Linked DNA regions of Thunnus thynnus: region 2 is linked to region 1. Evidence: chromatin contacts called from public Hi-C data. All regions are on one chromosome and are shown on one strand. The core of a region is the stretch at or near the end of the contact, and the rest is flanking DNA. Distances in the headings are between cores, read along the strand shown. Region 1 holds the start of rbm7 (RNA binding motif protein 7). Region 2 holds the start of lbhl (LBH regulator of WNT signaling pathway, like).

The links. A called contact is a pair of places that touch in the nucleus more often than the background predicts.
Region 2: a contact with region 1 is called in a Hi-C map of heart, with 3 times the contacts expected there. The contact joins the promoter of lbhl here to the promoter of rbm7 in region 1. A contact is called at or near these places in 2 of 3 Hi-C or Micro-C datasets (heart and muscle).

What each region holds. Positions count from the first base shown.
Region 1 is chr7:11,071,504-11,074,653 of fThuThy2.1, reverse strand. It overlaps rbm7 (RNA binding motif protein 7), which reads left to right and starts at 1,642. Exons shown (of 5, transcript XM_067594273.1): 1 at 1,642-1,840; 2 at 2,131-2,293. The coding sequence starts at 1,748.
Region 2 is chr7:11,350,276-11,353,425 of fThuThy2.1, reverse strand. lbhl (LBH regulator of WNT signaling pathway, like) reads left to right here and starts at 1,654. Exons shown (of 4, transcript XM_067594291.1): 1 at 1,654-2,039. The coding sequence starts at 1,948.

The sequences.
Region 1 (3,150 bases), core at 393-2,892:
TAACAACTATGCACAACAGCGCAGTTCCCACGAGACAGAATGACAGCCAAGATTTTGGTGTTAAATTGCGGTGTTAATTGCCACTGGACTAATAGAAGTAATGGAAATAGCACCTTGTGTGGAATAAATATGTCATAGAGATTGCAAGGTGTAGATTCTTCTGTAATGGCTACAGCATGCGGCCTACTCAGGTCACCTCCATGAATTAAACTAGAAAGGTTTAGTCTTGAAATTGTCACCGATATGCATATGATTTCTCTAACTTGAGCTTTACCAGGGCAGAATCTGTGAGGATGTTCCCCAGGCATGAAGGAGAAAATCATTACAGTTTAAATTGATATAATTAATATGAGGGGCAGACACCGTGGCCCATCTGATTAGGGTGGAAGTTAAGCCTCTCACTTGACCTCCACAGGCTATGATGTCGCCAATACCAGAAGCGCTTGGTTCTAGGCAATTGAGCCAGTGACCCAATCAGAGTGAGCTACAGGGTAAGAAAAATAAGAAAACCTTATCAGTGTGCAACAGCCAGCAGGCAGTCAGAGGAACTGAAACAGGCAGAGAAGAGAAGAGACGAGACGAGAAGAGAAGAGAAGAGAAGAGAAGAGAAGAGAAGAGAAGAGAAGAGAAGAGAAGAGAAGAGAAGAGGAAAACCATACAAAATGTCTGCTGTGAAAATCACTGTTTTTTACTGTTCTCTTGGGTGTCTTTTAACAAGTGTTAGTACTATACATTGCACTTGTAAATGGCATGCAATTCAAACAACTAAAGCACACAAACAAAAACAAAACAAAACAAACAAAAACAAAGACAATTAATTTATTAAGTCATTTATCAAAGAAAAATGCCAAACATTCTTAGGTTTCAGCTTCTTAAATTTTCTGCTTTTCTTTTTTAGTGAATGAAATATCTTTAGGTTTTATATTGACAAAAACAGACAAAACAAGCAGTTTGGTGATATCAGCTTGATCTCTGAGAAATTGTAACAGGCATTTCGATTAATTGATCAAACAAAAAGTCTAATCAATAGATTAGACTGCCAATCGTGAAAGTTGAAGCCCTAGTAGTCTAGTTATAAAAATAAGTAGTTTGCATTAAACATCAAATCTTCATTGTAGTTTTAAGCAGCTCTGTGTTGTCGTCATCTGTGTTGTTTTTCGTTGTTGTAGACTGCTGTTGTAGCGCAAAAGAAAGAAAACAAAAACTCATTCTCAGTAATCATATAAGAGAACTGTCATCTATTATAATTATGTAAAAAATAAAACATGTTTATCATGTCTATCCCTTTAGACGGAATAACCATTGATATATAATGGATATAATAAAATGTTCAATTCAGCACAGGGAGACATTTTCCAGCCTTATTGTTCAATGTGTCGTAAAATACCCTCTGTTCATCACAACGGAAGCTCAACTATAAGCCAAATTTATTTCCTAGGATGGCGAAGTCATGACCCGCCCTATTCTGCCTCTGATTCGCTAGTATTCGTTGCTTTAATTTATTGGGTTGGTTAGGTTTCGGCATGAGGAGTGAAATTGGTTAGAATTAAGGTAAGAATATCTAGTCAAGCCAATCAGAGGCAGAGTAGGGCGGGTCATGACTTCGTCATCCTAGAAAAAAAAATCGCCAAATGTAACGACATTTCACTTTACGGCAACACAGGGCCTTCCGTTTATATTTCACTGAGCGCTTTTTTACGCTGAACGTTTGCATCGCTTGGAGAGAGCCAGTACTTGCTTAAATACGATGGGAATAGAGGATGAAGCGGATCGGACACTCTTCATAAGGAATTTAGATTCAAGAGTGACGGAGGAACTTTTGTTTGAACTGTTTTTACAGGTGCTGTTGTCACTAACATTAACGCTACACATAGCTAGCATCACACACAGAATGCTAACCGAGCGAAAGTGTTAAATTGAAATTACCCAAAAGTGATATATTATGAAGTGATAGGCTTTTGTAGTAAGCTCCTTCACATAACGTCACTTGTATCACGCTAATGTTTGTTTTGTATACGCTGCGGACAATTTTAAGAGATGTTATTGATTCATTTAGGCTAGCTGGCTAACCTAGCTGTCGTTAGCTGCAGTCGCTGTTTGTGCACAACATTAATCAGATTGTTTTTGCAGGCAGGACCTCTCATCAAAACCAAAATCCCAAAAGACTCTGATGGGAAACAGAAAACATTTGGTTTCGCCGTTTACAAACACGAAGTGTCCGTGCCATACGCCATGCAGCTACTGAACGGGACATCGCTGTTCGGCAGAGCTATCCATGTGCAGTTCAGATCAGGTAAGTTCACGTTTTTATTTTCAACCGGTGAGCAGTTTTGACAGTTGCTCATATACGTCATTATATGCAGCGTTTTTCTTTTAATCTTAATTATAGTAAAGCAGAGTCAAAGTAGCAGCCTAAACTTGTAGGTGTCCTTTCACTTTAAATCGATTCGGTCTTGGTTCAGTGTTGTGTGGCAGCAGGTGTTTCGGTTTAACTTGTGACTGTGTTAACTGGTGACTTTTAGCCGAATGTGTCGTGGTTGTCGTGGTTACGGCAGATGTTGGAAACACTAACAGAACACGCAGGTGTCCTAAAAGTCTTATCAATTTTACTTTAATTAGTATATACTCATCTGTTTATCATCTAAACATTTACATAAGTTAAATTGTGCTCAGCAAGACACATTCATCTCTCGTAACGTTTCTTATAATTCGGGAAACAAAACGTAGCATATAAATTAGCAGCTACAGCCAATATTTGGATTTTATACAATTATCTTCAATTGGAAAGTGGCCCATATTTAGCCAATTGACCTGCTCTGTTCTTGTGTACACATAATATGTACAGTTTGTGAACTTATTGTGTAGAGATGAAACGGTATAAAAATTTAATATCACAATTATAGTGACCAAAATTATCATGGTATGTTAAAATGTTCAAAAAGCACTGATACATAATGAAATCATTTCACCCAGTTTGATATTGAAAACCACAGGTAAAATTAGCAGAATTGTGCACTTTTTGTTTGCATAAACACTAAAATAATAACATAGCTAATACCATGTAAACATATGGAAACCATATCAAATGTGCATTGACATTAAAGATGACACCATGTGGCCATGAGATGTAACTGTACTCTGTGCAGCAGC
Region 2 (3,150 bases), core at 405-2,904, 280 kb before region 1:
ACCTCTGATCTGTTATTCTCTAATCTGTTATCACAGCCAGCAGAATGCACAAATGGAACTTTACTTTACTTTAACTGTTTACTCTTCCCTGGTCAAATGGCTGTGATTGGCTGGATGGCTGTTCAATTACTATAACTTGACCAATAGGTGTTTCACGTATGCGAAACTCAGTTTCGTTTCATAAATGACTACCACAGGAAAAAGTGGGGGGGGGGGGGGGGTGGAATTATGTTTCTGTGAAAGTGCGGGTGTCACAACACCTGTAACACTCACGGCTGCGAGGCCCCTGTCTATATGCATATCTTAGATCCCCTCCAGACATGTTTTAAGATGTGATGGTTTCATGTCACCACAACCCCACAAATTCACCCAGACTTTGTCTCCTTCAGACAGCTGCACTATACTGCTGATACTGGCAACTTGGTTACATTTGTCTGGAAGACTAGTGTGATACACCAAGGCCAAATTCTCTCCATTCGTAAAAATGGCACACTGAGCCCATCTACATGTGCACAGTGAAATGATAAAGGCCGTCCACGATGCAGGTGAAGACGCCTGTGTACCAGAGCAGTATGGGGTGCTGTGAGCGGTGTTCAGCTTAGCTGTGAAGGCAACTACTCTTCCATAGTGAATAAACCAGATTAACCATTAGCATACACATATTTGCTGTTCAAGTCTTTGCAGTGTGTTGATTTTCTTTTCTCCTCAGATGAAGTAAAAACAGTGGCTTACAAAACCTATGTATGCATGTACCAGTTCTAGGGCCTTGATATTGTGCATGTTGGCTTTAATATTTCCACCTGTGCCTTTCTGGGCCTTGTTTTTGCTTTTAAACACAATTATACTTTTCAAAATCTTAAATGGTGTATGGCACTTCTGTATCTTTTGTCTATAATACGCTACTGATGATGCCTTTCTCTTGCTTACTTACCAGCAAGTAGTTTGACACACCAATCTTATTTTCATTGAATAATGTTTTCAATTAAATTTTTTAATTATATTTTTTTTTACAATTTACCGCCCTTGTGGTCATGTGTATAAAGTATATTCTATTACAAATGTTGGAAAATTAATAGGATTCCAAAGTTCAGCAGAGGCACGATGTCCTTCACGCTGTGCCGGTTTCCTCACTACCTTGTTCCATATATAGCCTACTGACTTAACCCACAGAGGGGATTACATACTGCTGTTAACAGAACTCTATCTGTTTAGCAATAGTTGCTGCCATGTTATCTATCCCCTCCCCATCCCTGAGCCCTTGATCCCTGGGCTAATTCCATGAATCGTCCAAATCTAAATCCACTGATGGAGCAACGGCACACACACAGTTGAGAACAGAGAGAGAGGGAGACATGGTGGACAAACACACAGGATGAGGGAAGTAGAGAGGACATCAAATTAAGTTGCTGCTGAACTTCTTGACCATTTTGTGAGCAGTTCAATAAACTTAGCTTCCATCAACAGTGGGGCCATGTGCCATCTGTGCACCCTTTATATGCTTCTTTACAGATGCACCAGCGACCCAGTGTGCCAACTCATCAGAGGGGACTGTCAAGCCTGGCTGACGTCACCCATCCAGTCTCTGTAATCGAAAGAGACGTTAATCCCGCTCCTCTCCAAAGCCTGGCAGTAGGGTGGGGTGGGACAGGGAGGGATATTGAGAGAGACATGAGGAAGGAAGTTGGATACAGGAGACAAGGGAGCGCATGCAGGCTTTGGGCTAGCAGACAAATTCAAACTCAGCACTGACCCCGGACAAGCCAGACAGGTGCTGTCCTAACTGACAAAGGGCATTAGACACTCCTCCGTCTCCTGAGCTTCTGCTGAACACCTGAGGGTGTTGCACCCCCTTATCCAGGCTTCGCCCTGGAGGCCAAAAGCCTCAGTGAGGGCTCTGCGGAGGGGGAATGCTGTGGGAGCTGCTCACCTCCTGCTGCACCCCCTCTCATGCCGTCTGGACCTGCTGTGGAGGAGCCGGGCTTCACCACTGTGGAGCTGTGCCAAGATGAAGAAGACATCTGCCTGACTGCAACTGAGGGGTAAGAAGCTGCTGTCGTTTGTGTGTTTTTAGAGGCACTAATTCATACTAAGAAATTCTGCGGGGTATTTCCGGCAGAATTTCCCTTCATGTCCACAAATGCGCACAAAATAGCTATAGTGAAAGTTCACACTTGATGTAGATCAATTTCTGTGGTGACATGAAGATAAAATCAGGCAAAGTCAGCAGGTAGAGATGAGTTTAAGTGTTTGAGTGTTTTGGACAAGATGGGTCATTATAATTCATTACATAACAGATGTAGAAGGTTCTGTGCCTTCCAGAAACCATCTCTTCATATGTGGTCAGGTGTGCAAATGCGTTTCTATGTCACTTCCTGTGTGAATGTGAAAGCCTTCTGAAGGTATTTGAGGGTCACCGCAGGTCGTCACCTTTATGAGAGTTTGCTGTGGTTGTGAAGTGATGAACAGATGTTCTGATGATGATGATGAAATGGTGCTATCAGTCCACCTGATACAAGATATATTACTCGTGTTAATAATCATATAACAGTACAACTCTAATGATGCTAGAGAAGTGTAACAGGAAAACAACAACAGGAAAACCTTGTGGCCAGCTGTGGTGTCCCCTCAGCACTACTTCATTCATTGCGTATGAGCAGCATGTTCCTAAGAAACCTTTAAAAGACTTTTACTAAGATTGTTGCCAATGTGTCATCCTTTGAATTAAAATGGACACAAAAGTGACTCCAAAAATACAAAGAAGTCAAACTTGCCAGTAATGAAATGAGAAAGTGATAGCAAATAGTTTCAGTGATGGAAACAGGACAGTAAATAGTCACCACTGCTATTAAGTTTACTAGCACAAAGTATAGGTGAGGTAGGTGTTTCTTGTTCCTGATTACACTAATCTTAGCTGTTTAGTGACTGTGGATAGTGACGAAGACGTGTCTTTTAGTGCCGGTCAGTTGGAATAAAACCTTTTTAATCTTCCCGTGAGATAGAATTTATTTTATCATTTCACTGAGCCTTCATTAATTCATTATCTACAAACCAGCCATTTTCACATCATTTTGGTTTATTCATAAAGTATCGTTTTTTTGTAAGTAAGTAACAGTAAGCATCTGTCAGTAACATTTTGAATAGCAACTGTTA